Regions from separate parts of the Gossypium arboreum genome. Here all the other regions are linked to region 1. Evidence: chromatin contacts called from public Hi-C data. All regions are on one chromosome and are shown on one strand. The core of a region is the stretch at or near the end of the contact, and the rest is flanking DNA. Distances in the headings are between cores, read along the strand shown. Region 1 holds the start of LOC128290524. Region 2 holds the start of LOC108465643 (high mobility group B protein 3-like). Region 3 holds the start of LOC108465649 (probable protein phosphatase 2C 27). Region 4 has its middle 14 kb from the start of LOC108475276. Region 5 holds the start of LOC108465644.

Region 1 (4,010 bases), core at 802-3,301:
CCTATAATCGTCGAGAAGGAAGGCTCGTTGGTTTTTGAAAGACATCACCAAACTCCTTTAGAAGTTGTTGAAGTTCTTCATTAGTTGAAGGGTGATGAGCTTTCAATGAGACTTGTGCTATTGGAGTTAACAACATAGGGCATGATCCTTGTTCAACCATCGCAAAGTATTTGGAAGGATGAAACACGTTCATCACCAAAATAGCATCAAGTTGAATACCCTGTAGTATGCAAAAATCTCCCTAGTAAGGAAACCACATGGTTAAAGAGCTAAAATTCCAGCTGATAGACCCGAGTGTTAACAACCACTACACTCTCAGCACCAAATCGCAACCCTTCAATAGAAGGACCAAAAAATCAGTCTTGAAAGAGTAGCCTGGGGTTTCCCAAGAAATAGCTCGGCAGATGCCTTGTCTGAGCATACATCTTTCATCAGTGATAGTCACTTTCAATTTACAAGTCGGTTCCACGTACAAGTTAAGTTTCTTAGCGAATCGAGAATCCACAAAATTATGTGTGCTTCCTGAGCAGACCAAACTGATTACGGATGAAGCCCCAACTGTAGTTGCCACTCGCATCGTGTGAAGCCCTTGTGAACCTTGTATAGCATGTAGAGAAAGAAGAGGTGGTGTGGTTGTTTCTTTTTCACGGTCAACCTTGTCAAGTGTATCCAGTGGTTCAGTTTCCTCTGTAAGTTCATCAATTTGAGGGCTCCTAATATCATCCTCACTATCAGGGTAAGGTTCGAGCATTACCTAATACAGTTGTGATTTGACACACTTGTGCCCTGGAGAGTATTTGGCTGTACACTAGAAACACAACCCTTTTTTTTCTCCGATCTTCCATATCAACCAGGGATAAGGATTTTGTCGATCCTTTCTGATTTCCTACTACTATAGAACTTGACCCATGAGTGAGCCTTGGAACCAAAAAAGATCGTGTAGGAGAAGATAGTGTTGGAGGTAAAGTAGCCCTTTTAGTATGACTCCCAATCTGACTTGGCCAGAATTTCCTTTGATTGTAGCCCAAAATCTCCTCCACCTGCTTGGCCATCAAATAACCCTCCACTAAAATCTTAGGTTTAAATAATAAAATGTATTGTCGTATCTCTATTTTCAAGTTGCTCACAAAAATATCTAAAGCATAATCATCTGGTAAATGATGTTGATTCAGCAAACTAAGAAAAGAATCAAGATACTGGTCAATGGCACATTGTTGTTTCAGTGCCACTAGCACTGACATAGGATTTAGAAACGAATTAGTGCCAAATCTTTCTTTCAAGGCACGAGTATAGGTATCCCAGGTCAGTGACGGTAATCCCCCATGTCTTTGAGCAAAGAAGTGATGCCACTCTAACTCTCTTCTATCCAGATTCAGCATCACTACCCTCACTCGAGCATTACCCAAGATGTTCTCAGCTTCAAAATACTGATCTAACTTGGACCACCAACTCCTAAAATTGGAATCATCAAATTGTGGGCAGTCAATTCTAAATCCCCAGTGTGATGTATCAACTCTTGTCATCCTCGAATTCGCTCCTTTTGGTCCCAAATCTGCCCAAGCATCTTTGATCGAATACCCCAGTGGAGCTTCCCCCATTATTACCTTACCCTTGTCATGGATAAGGTTGAGAACAGATGTTGAAGTCACCTGGCTGAAATACTTCTCAGAAAGAACTTGCATATCTGTTCGGATCTCTCTATAGAGTTAATCCATTCTACCGTTAAGTTGCGAAAGGTCCGCCTGCACCTGCGACATTTCCTACTGGATGTGTGAAATCTTTTTCTGAAGACGAGTGGTTGGGCCTTCACCGGTCATGGAGAATCGTTAGCTCTTATACCTTTCTTACGGTGTATTTTTTCAACTAGAAATAGAAGAGAAAGAAGGAGATTAGATAGGAAGAATTGAGAGGGAAAGAAGAAACCAATTTCTGAATATTTTCATAATTGTAGCAGCCAAAACATTGGTTGCATATAAGAAAGACAAAAAACAACCTAAACAGTTGTACAACCCGTATTTAGCGGGCCGTTATGCTAACTCTTTTACACAACGTTTCATTAAAACAACCTGATGAAACACATCGTTTAAGTAACACAAATAACATAATTAAAATAAGCCATAAATAACAAAACTCATAACCTAAAATAGCCGTTGAATAAAACATTTCGTATCAAAAGATGGAAAAAAATTGAATCAACAAAATAGAAGATGAACAATATGAAGTGAATTGAGTGTTATTAAACTTTTCCAAAAAGAATTTTAGAGAAAAACAATAAATGGCTTTAATAAATTCTCTAAGATTTCCTAGAGTTGGATCAAGTTGAATGAATAAGCTTGTAAGGAAAGAAAAAAAATAAATCTTTTAAAGGGAAAAAAGAATTAGTTGTTATGAATATATTATTAAATGGATGTTTATCATGATCAAGATAAAGTTTTAGTATACTTTAAATTCTAATAGTTATTGGAATTAAATCTCTTTTATACTTCTTATGCCTATAAATAGAGATTCTGATGAAGCATTGTAATCACCCCTTTTGATCATTAAAGTACATTCTCTGTTACTTTCATATTTTCTTTGTTCTTTATTCTCCCCATCTCTCTTTATTTTATAACATATTATCAGTACGATATTGCTCAAAGTGATAGTTCCTTTTATCGACGATCAAGTTTATCCTCCACAATTTTCAATTTCTTTGACGGCAAAATGCAAAGTTTTTACAAGAAGTTTATTTTATTTAATATTTCATATCAGATTATTATTTTTCATTCTTCTTTCATTATATGTTATCATTATTTTGATTAACTTATTTTACTTTTTGTTCTTAAGGATGGTGAAAGATTTGATACCGTTATCTATATGAAATCAAGAATATTTTCGAACTATCTCATACCTTCTAGTGATGATGATGTTGTTAAAGATCTTCAAGTATATTTTACTATGATTTATTTATTATATCATATTTATTATAATTAGAGACTAATCATGACAACATGAATAGATAGATTTTAATTTAAAATCCACGCATGTTTGCGATGGTGATTATGAAATAAAGAATCTATTGGGATGTTTATAAGTCCGTCCTACTAGATTTGTTGTATTCCCCAAAGTGAATGTAAACATAAAGAAAATAAAATATATACTAATTGACCACTAAAAGTGGGAACATAATAATAAATAAGAGAACAATGAGAGTTTTCAAGACAACTTTTCCAAGGGTAAAGATAACTTATGTTATCAATATGATATGAAAAATTATTAGCCACGTATGTGGCATATGCCCAAATATTTTGTTTCTATAAATATTCTTTGAGGAATAATATAAAATGTAGTAATGAATTCTATCATTACGGATAGAAAATATTTATCTTATTTGGTGCTGAAACAAACAAATATTATTCCAGTATTTAATAATACAAAATTAGTTGAAAGCTCCAAAAGAGCTAATATATCACTATCTAAAAAGTACAAAATTTGTGATGGTTAATGCATTACTTTTAAAAGTTATTTGTAATGGATCTCATATTGAGATTGTGAATGAGAAAAAATTATATTTCATATGAATAAAAAAGGGATTGAATTATTAATTTATAATATTTATGATATTCCTTTGTCATCATCCCTATTAAAGGGGTTGAAAACAAAATATTTGACTATAAAGATCTACTCATAAGCAATAGAATATGATAATTCTATCTAAAGCTTATTATGGTTGAATGCATCTAAAGTTGCAAGTATTTTTTAAAAACTGTAAGTATAATTCTACAGTATTCAGAATAAGTTCTAAATTAAAATTATGTGGTAAAATTTTACTGATGAAAACTTGTAAGAGAGAAAACTTATTTATGAAAAGTCATTGGTTATGTACTCGTTATACACATGGAAAATAAGATTCACTCTCAAGTTTGCTATTAATAGATTTTTGGGCATTTGAAGATTTTATCATATTCCCTGAAGTGAATATTACATACAATTATTTTGAAATTATATTTATTGACTTGGTGGCATCATAG
Region 2 (4,010 bases), core at 1,034-3,533, 480 kb after region 1:
CCAATGTACTGCTAATCCAGACATTCACATCTATATATCTATCTTTTAGGAGTCATCTACTCCAATACCCAATACAAGTTATGTTCTTATTTGGACTTGATAGATGACATATTACTCTTTCAATCAACTTACTGAATTTCAATTATACTATGTACGTGTTAAATTATCTATTAATATAAGTTGTCTTCTTGAATTATGATCATCCACATAATGCAACTTAATATTAGTTAAACATTAGACAATCAATGAGCCAATACTTTTTTTTTATTTTGTTTTACATGCGAAAACCATTTAAGACAATAAACAAAAAGATATTAATAATAATGATGGAGTTTTATTAAACCAATTTGTTTGAAAAATTTCAAGTACATAGATGTAATCACTACACTAAGGATGCTAGATCCCAACTCCAGTTGCATTTATAGATTTGATTAATCGTATCTTCCAACAATATGTTGATCAATTTTTGGTGGTGTTCATTGATAATATTTTAGTGTATTCGAGGTTTAAGGATGATAATGATAGACATCTTTGAGTTGTTCTATAGATTTTCTGAGAAAAGAAGTTATCTGTAAAGTTGAGTAAACGTGATTTCTAGTTGTCAAAAGTGATTTTTCTTGGTCATCTTATTTTGAGGTTGGTGTTAAAGTTAACCTTAAGAAGATAGAAGCTATCCTGGAGCGGAAAGAACCTAAGAATGTTATCGAGGTTAATAGTTTCTTGGGTTTTAGCTGGATTTTATTGTCACTTTGTTAAGGGTTTTTCCATGATTTCCATTCCGTTGAAGAAATTGTTGTAAAGAGGTAAGCCATTTGAGTGGAATGAGAAGCATCAGGAGAGTTTCGAGTAATTAAAGGTTATTTTAACAAAGGCTCTTGTTTTGAATCAACCAGAATTAAGGGAAAGACTATTATTTACGATGATGCTTCATATACTGGTTTAGGATGTATAATGATGCAAGAGGGGAAGGTAGTGACATATGCTTCAAGGCAATTGAAAAATCATGAGCGAAACTATCTAACTCATGATTTAGAGTTGGTGATGGTAGTATTTGCATTAATGATATGATGACACCATCTGTATTGTAAGAAGTTTTATATATACATTAATTACAAGAGTCCTAAATATCTCTTAACTCAGAATAAGTTGAACTTGAGATAGTGAAGATGGATTGAACTATTAAAGGATTATGATTATATTATTGATTATTATCTGGGCAAGACAAATGGCGGTGTTGATGCTTTGAGTAAGAAGTTATTGGTAGATTTGAGAGCTATGTTTGCTCGGTTATAGTTGGTGGATGATGGTGGTCTTTTGGCTGAATTGCAAGTTAAGCAAATTAGAAGTTGTTAGCAAATTAGAGATAAACAATTGGTTGATATGAAGTTGTTAGCAATGAGAAGGTAATTTGAGGAAAATAGAGCTAATGACTGTGATATCGATATAATGATGGTCGTTTGATGTTCTAAAAGAGGATTTATGTGACTAGTGATGAGGAGTTGAAGCATGAGATACTTCAAGAGGCTCCCAGTAGTTTCTATGCCATACATCCTGGAGATAACAAGATGTGCCATAATTTGAAAGGTTTGTATTGGTGGTTCGATATGAAAAGGAAGGTTATTGAGTATGTTGCAAAATATTTGACTTGTCAACAAGTCACAATTGAGCATTAGTTTCTATTGAGTTTACTTTAGTTGATTGCAATACCAAATACGATGATTTTTTTGATTAGGCTGCCTTTGACTTTGAAGAAAAGAGAAACAATTTAACTAATATTAGTGTGAAATATTTTCACATCGCTATGACAATGCGACTACCATGAAATAGCGACAGGTATACCACTGCCCAACAAGTCAATCACAAGCATTGAAAGAAGAAGGAATTCAAAGATTCCTAGCTTACAACCCTAGTAACAGTAAACGTAGCCTTACGATTCTATTAAAAGATTATGTAGATGAGTATAAGTTTTGTTTTTAATCTTGGATGAATAGAGTAATTTGAGTGGCGGTGTGGCGTAAAGTTGAGCTGAAAATGGACTTGGGGAGCCATTTTAAGGTCCATGTATGAGGCCCTGAAATAAATGGATTGGGCTAGAATCAGGGAAGGGCCCATTAAATCACGAATCAGGTGAGAGAGAGAAGAAGCACAGAGGAAGCACAACAAAAGAAAGAGGTGAGAATCTGGAAAGCCAAAAAGATTAGGAGTGACACAGCCAATAACATAAAAGCACACAGATCGATGACGTGGCATGAAAATTCCCAATCCCGCCTAAACCCCCTCAATTCTCATTTCGCGTGCAATTGAATTTCAATTTGCCCAAAACTTAATATCTCCGCTTTCGAGATTCGGCCTCTCAACTCAACCCTCCTCTATTCTCAATACATCTCTATTTCTATCGCACTTTTATTCCCCAATTCCTCTCTCCCTCTCTCATCCGTAACTCTAACCCTAGCCCTCTATCAGGTATTTCCCCATCGATTTTTATCGAATTTCCACTTCTTTCTATCGATTTCATCTGCTTTTTCACTCATCTGCGATTTCATTTGCAGGATTCAAACATGAAAGGAGGTAAATCCAAGTCGGATGCCAAGAGCGCCAAGTAAGCTTTTCTCCTTTCGGCTCTTCAGATCGCGTGTTCTAGGACCTCAGATCGTGATGTGTATTAACGTTTCCTATTATTTGACTTCTATTTTTTTTTAAATTTTTTGGTTCGTTTGTAGGCTCTCCGTGAATAAGAAATCAATCACGAAAGCTGGAAAGAAATCGGGGAAGGCAGCTAAGGATCCAAACAAGCCAAAGAGGCCTGCTAGCGCCTTCTTCGTTTTCATGTAATCATTCATGAATCTCTCCTGTATTTGTCGGTTTTCTTTAAATTTTTTGGTTTGTTCCATTTGCTTCGTGGAAAACTCTGGCGTTTATATTCTTCGTAAAAACCACAATCGAAGAGGTGAATTGAACGAATCTTCTTATTGTCAAAGCAAAGTTGATCTTCGAGGATGAGATTACTATTTACATTCATATTTCATCTAATTTGTTAATGTTGATTTCGTGATAAAAGGGAGGAGTTCCGCGAGCAATACAAGAAGGAGCACCCTAAAAACAAGTCCGTTGCTGCTGTAAGTATGACCATTTTCTTTTTTGGATTTTCTTACAGGTTTCTTTCCTTTTTATTTATTTATTTATTTTCTTAATTTCTCTTTTGGATTCAAATTCAGGTTGGCAAAGCTGGTGGAGATAAATGGAAGAGCCTTTCTGAAGCTGTAAGTATTTTTCTATGTTCAGTACTGAAAATAATCTTCAACATACATGCAAATGTGCATCATGATTAATGTAAAATAAATGATTTTAGGAAAAGCGACCTTATGTTGATAAGGCAGAGAAACGAAAGGTCGAGTATGAAAAGAACATGAAAGCCTACAATAAGAGACAGGTGATTTGCTGTTATCTTTTGTTTATACATATTATTTGACGAGTTAAAAGTTAATAAACTTTTTGGATTAATTCCAGGCTGAGGGTCCCCAAGAAGATGAGGAGGAATCTGAGAAGTCTGTATCTGAGGTGAATGATGAAGAAGAAGATGATGATGAAGGCAGTGGAGACGTGAGTTGCAATTAGTATAAGTTTTGTGTCACTGATCTTCTGGCTTATTTTGGACCCTATTGATTCGGGTTTCTCTTTTTTGGTAAATGCAGGAAGAAGATGATGAGTAGGAAAAATCCTGGGAGGATAGCATAATCAAAGTAGGCTGTGATAGTGTTTGATCATCTTATGTTAATGCTTTTTAAATGCAAATTTCATTTAAGCAAAAATGTAACTCTGGATGGTGTTGGTTTCTTTTGACGTTTGGAAATTAATAGTTGTAGATGGGTAATTTGTTGCTACATGTATTTTGCATTTGAAGTTGAATGGCGTAAGATAGGTAAATCCTTTTCTAGAGAATTTGGTCCCTCTTTGTATGACTTTGTTACCTGCCCATATTCTATTGCTTTTTTGCTGCTGTTCTATTGGTT
Region 3 (4,010 bases), core at 715-3,214, 460 kb after region 1:
TCCTAACCATACTAACTTAGGAGAAAGGTGAGTATCCATAATACTTACCTCAAAGAATGCTCTACAATACTAAATCAAGCTTCCATGAGCTACAACTCATCCTCAATCAAGCTTGGAACTCCATAAATCAACATTTCTCTATTTCCATACAATAAAAATACATTCAAAAATTAATAAAAATTCCTTCCAAGCTTTCTCATAACATTTTTTAACAAATATCAAGCTAATAAGGGCATAGGAAGTCATTTTTACCTTATTAAGCTTTCTCACTCTAGCTTTAACTTCATTGGCTAAAACTCCATAAACCCTAGGTTAAAAATGATTAAATTGATGGAGGAATTGAGCTCAGGAGGTTGTTTACATGAAGATTTTTACAAAATCTTAAGGTGGGTAGTGGAAATTTTGAGAGAAATTGAAAAAATAAGAAAATGGCAGCAATGGTTATTGCTATTGTTGGAAAAGAGGGGGGGAAATGAGGTTAAAGGGGGTTCTCATCCTCTACAAAAATATCAACATGTGGGGCGTTGGGCCTATGTCCAACAACTTAAGTCTGAATTTGTCTGTTTGGAGATCATTTCCTTAATACGAGGTTCCAATGATCCAAAATAATTCCAGATATCAAATATCATATATAAATATCACTTCCATCATAAAAGTCTCAAGAATTGACCAAATTACCTTTTTGTGACAAAATTTCCTTTTTGCCCTTTTTTTACAATTTTCTTCTCAGAATTGATACTTAGACAAATTCAAGCTCATAATTCATCATAAATATTTAATATAACTTTATGAGTGGTAAAAATTGCACTTTGGCCCTTTTCCCAATAAAAATGAGAAAATTGCAATTCAATCTTTATATTATTCAAATTTTCCAATTTTAGTCCCCAAAAGTGATTTTCATTGCACCAAACCACATTCCAATCCATTTCATGTAAAATAATCCATAATAATTGATATTTTCCATTTTGGGTAATTTTGCACATAAGTCCTCATACTTGTCAAAATTTACAATTTGGTCCTTTTTGTCATATTTTCACTTTTACAACTCTTTTCACATATTTCCATCACCAATATCCAATGCGTTTTATAAAATTTCTTATCTGAGTCATTCCATAAATTTTTCTCATAATTTTTTCGTTATTTGAACTTGAAATTATGCCACATGTCATATCAAAATTTTCGAGGTGTTACAACGATGGTCAAATCGAACCAACCATGAGTTCTATTAATCCAACCGAATCGATTAAAATTCATTAAAAATTTATAAAAATATTAAAAAATTGATTCGACCATCAAGTCAATGATAAATCGACCTAATCTTTTGTTCCAAATCGGTATCCCAACTGATTCTCAAACCAACCGGATGATTCGATTCAGTTCCGAAATTCATAGTGTTATTAGATACTCGATAAGGGGGTATCAATACTTACCCGACAAGTATTAATACATAACCTAAAATGTGCATGAGAAAGACTTAGAAACATTTTTGAAAGGTCTTGGGTCCTTAAAAACATTTGTCTAAGGCATTTTGGAGACTTATTTTTAGTTTTATAAAACTTAAAAATATTTTAAGTATGATGAAATCATTTTTATTTTTATTTTTTGCAAATTTGAAATGTGTATTTTTTAAAGAAAAAGTTTAATATTAATTTTAATTAAAATAATTAAAGGTATCAATTATTAGTAGAATAATATGAATCAATTTAAAATAAATCTAAAAGATATTTTAATTATACTAAAAATATGTAAATATTAATTTTAAATTTAAAGAAAGTAGAGGATCATAACTTAAAATAATTTGTACTTGAAATAATCATTAATGCTTAATTTAATAAAATATTAATATTTTATGAAAAATGTTTAATTAATTTAATTTGATGATTTAAATGAAGGGGTGATAAGAGATGATGCTAGACACGTATCTTGTGTTATTATTTTAGACAGAAGTGAACAGTGTTTAATTTTAGACTGAAAGAGAGATGGATGCAGTGAAGTGTTGTAGTTGTATTACTTCTACTGCTTCTAAACTTCCTTCCAATCACAATCTGCCACGTCCTCTAAACGGACGTTAACGAGCCTAACCTCTCATCCCATCTCTCAAACCGTTAAAAAATGAAATAAGAAAAGCAAGACAGAGAGATCCAACGGCTAGGAAGTTAGGGCCGCAACTAACGAAAATAAAAATACCATCCGGTCAACCAAGTGTTACCACCAATTATTAAAAGCCACAATGCAAACGCCATCTTCGGCCCGCGACAGCTTAGAAGATCCACCGGATTACCTGGAATCGCCGGTGACCAACCACATAGCATTAGCAACAAAGAACCAACAGCTACACCAAGTTTTTACCTTTGTTTTCCATTCCCCCGTTTCTCTCTTTTCAACGCCCATTGCCTTCTCTCTCTCTTTCTCTCTCTCTTGGATCAACCCACCCAGAAAAAATTACTAAAAAAAAGGGCAAACGCAAAGGCAAAACACAAAGAACCGTCATATTTACCATTTGTGAGAATTTCTCTTATTTTCTTTACAGTTTTCCCCTATCCTTGGTTGGACCTTTATTGTTTCTTTCCTTTTATTGGTGCAATTCTTCTTCATTTCTTCTTCTCCTTCAATGAATATCGTGATACTGTTGTTGGTTTCATCTATTTATTGGTAAATTAATCGAGTTCTGATCTGGGGTTCTTTTTGGAGAGATTCCGTCAATTGCTTCAAGTGATTATAAAAAACCCATAATTTAGATGGGCTGTTGGATAGCTTGATTCGGAGGTAATTGAAGACTTAGTCATCGTATAAAGTTTTGAGTTTTTCTTTTTCTGATACCGTCTGGGTTAGTTTAGTTTGATCTGGAAGTTGACCCCGGTTCTACATATTTTAGAATTTTTACATCTTTACCCAACGAATTGGTTTCCTCAGATTTTTGAATTGTTGCCAAGGAACCCTAATGCACAAAATATAAGATTCCTTTAGGTTGGAATTTCATCGAGGCATTTGATTGCTTTGAGTAATTTTATCTGTCTGGTAATAAACTTAAGATTGGCTCCAAGCTTTGTTTGGAAGATTTCTGACAAGTTGCTTCAGGATTTGGTTGTGTTTTGAGACATTTCTCCAAGAATTTTAGAGAGGGTTGTTGAGATCTTTAATCCATGGTTGAGTAAGGAATATGGCAGCAGATATGGATATTTCAGCTCCATGTCAAATCGTAGAAGATAGTTATAGTAAGGATAATTTATCAGACATGGACAATGAAAATTTGGATAATGTAAAACGAGTCCCCCTTGGTAAACCTCCCCGCCACCTCTCAGTTATGCGCCATTCCATGGGCTCAGCCAAGTTGATTGCCGAGGCTAATCTGGTATGTTTCATCTCTAATCTTGAGCAAGATTTTTAATTGATTTCATTTGATGTGCTGTTGGATCATTAATTCAGAAGTAGCTGAAGATAACATCATATTAGCAATTTCACTCCAATAGTTTAATATGTAGCCGCTAGATTCGATGATCTTTCCTTTCCCATTTTTCACACACTTAATTTTTTCTTCAGGAATTGGATATTGGTATTATAGTCCACAAATCATCTTCTGATGAAAAGAACGAGTTTCTGCCGGTATTGCGATCAGGAAGTTGTGCTGAAATAGGACCCAAACAGTATATGGAGGATGAGCACATTTGCATAGATGATCTTATCGGACATTTGGGGACAACTGCCGAGTTTCCTTCTCCTGGAGCTTTCTATGGGGTATGATCATGTTACAATCTACCATCTATGACCTGACTAATCTTTTAGTGAACCATCTTAGTTATTGTATCAAATAGATAACTTTGTTTAATTTATATAGTATCTGATTTATGCACTTCCTTCCGCTTGTCCATCTCGTATGCTTGCTAGTCAGTGAAAACCTTGTTTCCTCAGTGATGTAGCTTATGCTTATTTTACCTTTGTGTGGTTAGTAGGTAAAAGTACCATGGAGGCCCCTGTAGTAGGAGTCAGATTGCATTTTGCGTCCTCTACTC
Region 4 (4,010 bases), core at 780-3,279, 390 kb before region 1:
TTCACTAGATTATCAAAATCAAGGTGTTCAACCCAGCCTGTTAAGAACCTAAATTGTCTTCCCCTAGGAAAGTTTAAACTCGGATTGAGGCTGAAGAGAAGAGGTCCGTGAACAGATTTAATCCTTAGAAGATGAGTAATTAAGCTATTTGGAAAATAGTTAACCCAAGCCTCATTTCCCAATGCACGAATCAATCTTTCAAACAGATTTACCCTTATGCCATGTAAAGGGAGGTCCCCTGAACCCCAAATCATGAAGGTTAGCCAATTTCACAAAATTACCAAAGTGAGGGCATCTCTTGCCAGCCGAAAGGCCATCCATTTTCTCATTTGTGGAAAGAATAGCATTAAAGTCTCCGATCACCATCCAAGGAGTTTGCCCAACAGGAATAGTATCTCTCAAATCATACGAAAAGTTTTCCCGCTTCTGACAATTAGGACTTCCATAAATGAACCTAATTGAAATCGAATTTGACGAAGAACTAAGCCAAACCCGAGTAATAATGAATTGGGGGTGTTTTCGTATAATCTTAACTTTAACAGACTTATTCCATCCAATCCAATGCCCCTAGCATAACCAATAGCCTCCATTTGGTGAGAAAATTGAAATCCCAAATTTGCAATAATTTTATCAGCCTTGGGCCCACTAACTCTACTTTCGAACAAGCTAATAATATTTGGTCTATACTCCATAGTATACCCACGAAAAATGCGAGGAAATCTGGCATTGGTGCATCCTTGACAATTCTAAGAAAAAATCGAGAGATTCATAATTAATAAAAAATTGTAAAGAACCATACCATTACTATCGGGAATCGTTCAATCCACTAGGGTTAGATTCAACAAGCACTCCCATTTTATCTTCGTTCGAGAGGTCAGAGGATATAAGCTTCGCCACCTATTTCATAGAGTCAGCTAAAGAAACTCGTGAGTTTACAGAAGCTTTAAATATACTCTCGCGTCCCTTTAAGACATTACTATTATTATGTCCTCCTTTAGTAATGCCAAAATTTTCATTGCTTTTTCGATCCTTATTTCCTGTGTTGCCTGCACTCATAGGCTCAAAAGTATGACCTTTAGACTAATAAGGAGAATTAGAAAATTTTTTAAAAGTGACAGCAAAGTGTTTCCCTTGATCTAAAATATTATCAGTTAGCTGGACCTCAACCTCTACAAGGCCTTCAAAAGCTGGGTTGAAATGTGCCTTGATATAATTTGAGTTGCTAGCTCGCAATTTAGAGTCAAAATGGTTTCCAAAGTTACCTGCATCCGAAAAAACAGTAACAAATTCTAGGTTAGTCAAAATTAATTTAACATTTGGAAAAACCTGGGGTTTCTTGGAATTGGACTATGCAGGAGAAAGCTATTGGTCATTAACGGGCCTGGGGAGAGGCAAAGGCCTATCTTGCTTTTCCACCGATCCACAAGCTTGAATACTTGTGGTCCTTGAATTCATATGTATACTGGATGCAAAAAGATTTGCTTCAATTGGACAAGCCTGCAAACATAATCCGTTTGGGTTCTCTTTGGATGGCGGCCTAACCAGAGACCCATTTGACCCACTATCAATCATTATATTTTTCCTCAGACTTTTCAGCCTTATTCTGTCATTTTCTTGGCCCAAATGGACTCTTCCCCCCATGCGCTTAGTAACTAATTTAGTAGTATTCTTTTAGGCTTCCAAATTCAGGCCCGGATTGCAAATATTCTTTTGGGCATCTGAATCAAGAACCAATTTTTTAGCAGCTTTAATATGCGGGTAAGTCACAGATTTAATATTATTTTCTTCCCTAGAATCAAGGGGAATCAAATCAGATTCCACCGCATTAGCGTTTAATCCCCCAAAATCTGCCTTTGTCGTCTCCTCTTCACTGCCAGTCCTCTTACCTTTAATGTTAAGGACATTAAATTTGGAGCCCAACCTCCCTTTTCTAGCAACCATACCACCAGAATCCTGAGAGTTCCCTGATCTTCACTGGGATCTATGCTCCACCAACATCTAAGGACCGAAAGTTGGTTCAGAGTCCTTCCTAAGGTAGCCATTGTTGTTGCTTGAACCACCGTCAATCACCACTTTGTCACCAGCTTTGTTCGATGTTTCTTTCGATAAGGGACACAACTCCCTCACATGCCCGTATTTTCCATAGGTAAAACAAATCGTTGGTAAGGCTTTATATTCCACCCTCTGAATTTTTCCATTAACACAAATCTGAGAAATGAGAGGCTTATCCAGGTTGATGAACAGAGCCATTCTGGAAAATCTGCCCCTAGTTCTATTATCGGTATTAAAGTCAAACTTTACAACCTTACCGATCATGCTTCCAATTGCCTCGAGGATCTTCCTCTTGTACATAAACCCAGGTAATCCAGGTAGCCTGATCCACGCCATAACTACAGTTGGGTATGGTTGAAGGGGAGAAAAGTCTTTTGTCCACGGTTGGACTGTCAAATATTGCCCAAAAATTATCCATGGTCCCTGTGTTAAAACATCGTCATAATCCTCCTTGTTCTGGAACTTATATCCATTAATTGAAATGGATGTATATGCTTCCAAAGGTTGCTAATTCGAATAAACAGAACACCATAGCTGATATTTTGGCCTAGTAGTTTTAAAACTACTGTCATCTCCATCTCTTTGTATAAAATTTCTTTGACTCGATCGGAGAAATCAATTGTCGGGATTCCATTAACAGTGGACCTTATAATATCATCGTCCAACAGAATAAAATCTCCATCACTTCCCTCATCAACCCCCGCAACTTCCTGACCAGCACCAGACGAACCAGCCCCAAAGAGTTTGTCTTTCCATGACATTGTCGCACTTAAAGGTGGATCAGAGTCCATAGCCATATCCACAGAAGCCCCATCGGAATCATCTTTAAACCTAATTTTCTTGGTGTTACGATCTTCAGATAATTGTGAATCACCATCACCGTCACCACTTTCAGAGAGTTTTCCATCAAAGAATCTAAAAGATTAACATGATGATGCTTTTATTTATTACTAGTATTAGTTCCCTTCTTACGCAAAGGTTATATATTTACACGATTTTTAATTAAATTGTAAAAATGAAATGTTTTAAATAACAATAAAAGTTCACTTTATTTATCAAAATTTGTAACTTCACTTTTTCAATGTTGCTACTCTTAACCTCCAACGTCGTGACCTTGGTCATAGTCCACCTACAATGATGATGTATCTCAAAATTCATCCTAGGTACATATTCTGCTTTAATGTCATGATTTCGTGTATTCAATGCAGCAACATTCTCAACAATCTTCTAACATCTATGCCATTTAGCTCAAGTCAGTTTCTTACACCAATTACATCACTTAGTTAGAATTTATTAGGAATGATGTTGCTTAATTTGTCAATAAATATCTTATAAGGCTTATTTTAATCGACAAAGCATAAATAACAAATAAATCATAAAACTATTAAAATAACATTAAAATTCTTGATTCAAAGGTTGTTAAGTATTGAAAATGACTCAATTTGCCATATTAAATTATGACAGATCAAATTCTGACACTTAAATCTTTGCTTCTCTTCAAGCAAACACACAGACTAGAAAAGAACTTGATGCAATCGTAAACCAACTAAAAATCTAACTAAGGCAAGTGCACCTATTAATTAATAGTATAGTTACAGTGAGCAAAGATATTGTTCTCGCGCGGACTAAAAGTACTAGTAATTGCCTTCTTTCTATTGTTTAAACGAATAATTAGAGCAATTGATTGATAAATAGAATTAACTAAATTAATTAACTATGAACGCGACAAATAACAAATTAGGCAAATAATTGAGTAAACAACTAATAATCAAAACAATACCCATGAAAGAATTCATCTAAATTTCATCTATCATTATTAATCTAAATTACACAATTTCTTCGCTTAGTATCTTGATCTGTAGAAATCCCTAAATTATGCTAATATCTCTCTTCAAGAATAAGAGCACTCTAGGTTGATTAATTGAAATTTCTTTGTAATTAAAACCCTTATTATTGTA
Region 5 (4,010 bases), core at 1,005-3,504, 270 kb after region 1:
AGTAAAAGGTAATGGTTGCCAAAGTAAAAGGTAATGGTTTAAACATGAAGAATAGTCCTTACTCTTTAACACAGATACGCCAACTCCGAACAACCATCATTCATATACAGACATTTCATCTTTATAGGGCATGAATACTTACCTTAAGCAAAATATTAACAAAGACAATACACACATGGATGTAAGATGGAACTCACCAGAAAGTGCAATAAGTCTAAATAGTAGGACCTTTACCCTTATCACAAGAACCTTCAAGAGTATCTTGAGCTATAATATAGATAGTTAAACTTATCATATCGCTATACCATAAATTAAATATGCTTGCAAGAAACATAATCATAAAACCCAGATTTAGGAAGTTTCCTTCCTTACATACAAATCTAACACTAAAGCATGCATTGGTGAGATCACGTAAATAACCAAGAAAATAACCTAAAGCTCATCAATAGTTGTCAGGGTGCTAAAATGAACGAATAAGTTGGCTAAATACAGCAAACCCAACTTCAAGTAGGTTTCTGGTCTTAAGTTTCAGAAGGAGTGAGAGTAGAGAAAAATCTAGAAGCAAAATGAATGCGAAGAAGACATAAAACTTGCCCAAGAAGTCACTACTAACTTTATACAACTAAACACGGAAGTAAGGCTTAGTGGAAAAGTCAAATTAGCCCACTAACTCTCCCCCGATAATCGTGACTAAGTACTCCACCATAATTTTAGTCTTATCAACTATAGTAACTTAGTTCCATTCTAACCAGTTCTCATTAGACTAACTAAATCGTCACACCCAAAAATAATAACTAATTCTATCAAATTACGAACTTAACTTAAACGCCTAAACAACTGGGGTGACGTATACTCCACAGGAGAGTTTACCAAACTACTGAGCTCGCCAAACACAAGATTCGCCAGTTGGTGCATTCACAGAGTCTTATACTTAGTTAAAACTAATACCTTACTCATTCAAATTTTACTTCAAATACCATATCTCTATAAATAGTAACAGAATACTAGAACTTCGTTGGGTGGGCAGTTATATATATAGTGATTAAGGACACCTCAACAACCAATTCTTCCTTAATCGTAAATAATCGTGGGAACCACCCAATGATTAACCCTTATCGAATGAATAACCCCAAAAGATGCTTTCACGACTTAATCCGTCAGCGGCCTTACAAGCTAGAAGAATCATACTCTAGTTAACGATCTCAACCGCGTGAATCATTTAAATTAGATCACTTAATCCCACGACGTCACCCAACTGCACTACCAATCAAACCTCAGCAACTTGTTCTTCGGTAAAGTAATTCGGCACCAAATTAATTGTACCAACTGTGTATTGTTCCCAACACTGTATAAAGGATCCTTCTTGACACGGAGCTAAAAACAATACTATGAGACGATCCTATCTATCTCTTGACTTGGAGAAAAAACAAATACCTTAACGAGAAGGGTTAAACACGATTTCGGATCTCACAACTCAAATACCAAATTTTGGTTTACCTTTGGTTAGAAATTGATTTAGTTGCTCATAATAAAAAAAAATAACAAAGGAAATATAATTGAATAAATCGAAAAAATAAAATAGAAAAAGAAAAGAAAAGAAAAACAGTAGAAAGGCACAACGCCAAATTGAATAAAGCACATAAATATGTCAAGTTGGTACACTATCGATTGTCTAGGTTGATTTAACAATTTTAAGTGGATTCTCTGCCAAAAGCCATTCACTTTGCTCGGTTAAAATCAATTTGCAAGCATACAATGGGAGTTGTATCATGTTTTAGTTGAATTAATTTGATTTTAGAACGTTGGATTATATCACACTCACGTGTGTAAAAGTAAAATCTTTATGTAAAAATATGTTTATAAAAATGTTAATAATAAATGAGCTATAGGTAGAGGGTAAAGATTTTATATACAAATTTTCGTCAATTCCAGTTTGATTCTTGGACCTCTATTATTTTTTAGTGTTTTAAATTTTTTAATTTATATAAAATAAAAATAAAATATTATTATAATAATATTTATAATTTTTAAAAATATTTTAAATTAAATTTATAATTTTTCGACTAAATATATATATTTATTAAATTAATATTAAAATAACTTGTAACACTGCATGACAGAATTGGAGTATTGGACTACAAATTCTGAACCAGCACACAAACCCTCATGATGTCCCAGAACTGATAAATATCTATATTTCAGAAATATAAGTAAACAACGGGCGCCATTGAAGAAGTTAGGCCTGGCCCAACAACTTCCACCGCGGGGCTTATCAAAGTCAAAATCAACTTCCCTGCTTTCAATTCTCACCTGCTTCCTTTCCTTTGTATTTCTCTCTCTCTCTCTCTCTCTCTCTCTCTTAAATTATGACTATCCTCTCTAATTCTTTGGTTTTGCCCACAAGTCTTCCATTCCAATTATCTTCTTCTGGTAATATAATTCCTTTACTTCATCTCTCTTCTTTTTTCCTTCTGATCTTCTTTTTTTCTGTTCATTCGTTCTAATCAACTTTATTTTAAATGGAATATAATTCAACTTCTAAGTTCTAATGCATAATAAATTAATACTCTCCTCTTCTTTCTTGCTTAGGCCGTCGGATTTATTGCACTAGCTGAAAACTTTTAGCTGCATTTAGTTCTACACTAGTCATTTCCATGATTTTTTTTGGGTTCAAGACCCTGCTTAATTTTGATTGCCCTAAACTGTACTTGTTATTTTTTATTTTTTATTCAGTGAAATAAGATAGTAATGCAGAAAAAAATTTTGAAGGAATATGATCTATCATCGTTGTATCTGTGGACTTTGATTAAATTTTCAATATTGAAGCTGTGGGAGGGTAGTAGAATAATTACAATAGGCCTTATTCATTCTTTAAATATGTTAGCATACTTGTAAAATATTTGACTTGGTGTACCCTAAAACCCTGGGGCAATAACCGACTGCAAATGCTATAAGCTAAAGATGAAAGATAACGATTGGATTCGCTAAAGGTTATAGCTTGGTTGGAATTGATTGTTTGACATGACGCTCATGATTGTTTGTTTATTTTAGTTCAGCCGTTCAGATCTTTTACAACAAGAATCTGGGTTTTAGTGTTGATTCAGATTTTTAGATTATATCATCATTATCGTCATCATGTTCATGTCCATTCTTTGAAATCAGAAAATTGGTTGTCTTTGCTCTTTATACAAACGCAAAACTAAACTAATATTAATTCTATTTTCTATTATATGTCTACACCAAAGCTGTATCATTGTTTTGTTCCTTACTTTTTTTTGTGTGTGTGTTTAGGCTCACATTTAAAGACAGCAGGGGGTGCTAGTCCCACAAACTCGTCATTCAATTCTAATGGCTTAGGAAAACTGCATCTTTCTTCCTCTAGAAGGCCAGTAGTAACAGTTCAAGCTTCCTACAGGTATCATCACTGATCACGTTCGGAGCACAAGAATGCATAATAGTACGTACAAGTAGTCCTGTAACTGGCACCTACTAATGAAAGCATTATCAACTAAATACTTAAGTTCTATGTTGGTCTAACTTTTTATTTTTCTTCAAGTGTATGTTTCAGACACATTTGGATTGGATACGGAGAGATGACACTCCAAAGACCATCCAAATACTTAGAAAATTTTGAATATACCCATGTCAAAGACATACATGTAACAGACGTTCATATCTAAGTCTTGAGTAACATACCTTAAGTTTGTTATGTTGTTTTTGGATGTTCTGTTGTGGACATTAATATTATAGAAATACTCAGTGGGAGTCTTTCTCTTCTTGTGTCCTTAGTGATGGTGAAAGACCAAGCAGTGCAGGCATCTTTGTTGGAGGTTTTATTTTGGGAGGACTTGTGGTTGGTGCACTTGGATGTGTATTTGCTCCCCAGGTGATATTAGCATTGCAAATGGATGCAAAATTGCACTAAAATATCTCCTTGTTTCTCCATTATGTATATTTGTTATCTGTTCAAGTGAAATAAAACACCTCCATTGATTCATCAATTCGTTCTG

What was found. A called contact is a pair of places that touch in the nucleus more often than the background predicts.
Region 2: a Hi-C map of leaf shows a contact between it and region 1, with 4 times the contacts expected there. The contact joins the promoter of LOC108465643 here to the promoter of LOC128290524 in region 1. A contact is called at or near these places in 2 of 5 Hi-C or Micro-C datasets (both in leaf).
Region 3: a contact with region 1 is called in a Hi-C map of leaf, with 4 times the contacts expected there. The contact joins the promoter of LOC108465649 here to the promoter of LOC128290524 in region 1. A contact is called at or near these places in 3 of 5 Hi-C or Micro-C datasets (all in leaf).
Region 4: a Hi-C map of leaf shows a contact between it and region 1, with 2.9 times the contacts expected there. The contact joins the enhancer-like site here to the promoter of LOC128290524 in region 1. A contact is called at or near these places in 2 of 5 Hi-C or Micro-C datasets (both in leaf).
Region 5: a contact with region 1 is called in a Hi-C map of leaf, with 4 times the contacts expected there. The contact joins the promoter of LOC108465644 here to the promoter of LOC128290524 in region 1. A contact is called at or near these places in 4 of 5 Hi-C or Micro-C datasets (all in leaf).

The regions. Positions count from the first base shown.
Region 1 is chr3:105,840,756-105,844,765 of ASM2569848v2, forward strand. LOC128290524 reads right to left here and starts at 2,052. Exons shown (of 2, transcript XM_053026205.1): 1 at 1-2,052. The coding sequence starts at 1,682. The coding sequence ends at 732.
Region 2 is chr3:106,322,489-106,326,498 of ASM2569848v2, forward strand. It overlaps LOC108465643 (high mobility group B protein 3-like), which reads left to right and starts at 2,284. Exons shown (of 8, transcript XM_017766014.2): 1 at 2,284-2,463; 2 at 2,550-2,599; 3 at 2,721-2,828; 4 at 3,059-3,116; 5 at 3,216-3,260; 6 at 3,350-3,430; 7 at 3,508-3,600; 8 at 3,693-3,939. The coding sequence starts at 2,559. The coding sequence ends at 3,710.
Region 3 is chr3:106,304,919-106,308,928 of ASM2569848v2, forward strand. LOC108465649 (probable protein phosphatase 2C 27) reads left to right here and starts at 1,965. Exons shown (of 4, transcript XM_017766019.2): 1 at 1,965-3,352; 2 at 3,541-3,735. The coding sequence starts at 3,161.
Region 4 is chr3:105,453,447-105,457,456 of ASM2569848v2, forward strand. No RefSeq gene overlaps it. Among protein-coding and RNA genes, the nearest start is that of LOC108475276, 14 kb to the left of the region's middle. Within about 2 kb of position 2,030, at least 2 of the 2 cell types and tissues checked have an H3K27ac peak or open chromatin away from gene starts, as enhancers often do. A contact at or near this core is called in leaf, where this site is marked.
Region 5 is chr3:106,108,328-106,112,337 of ASM2569848v2, forward strand. LOC108465644 reads left to right here and starts at 2,255. Exons shown (of 5, transcript XM_017766015.2): 1 at 2,255-2,430; 2 at 3,292-3,415; 3 at 3,790-3,886. The coding sequence starts at 2,367.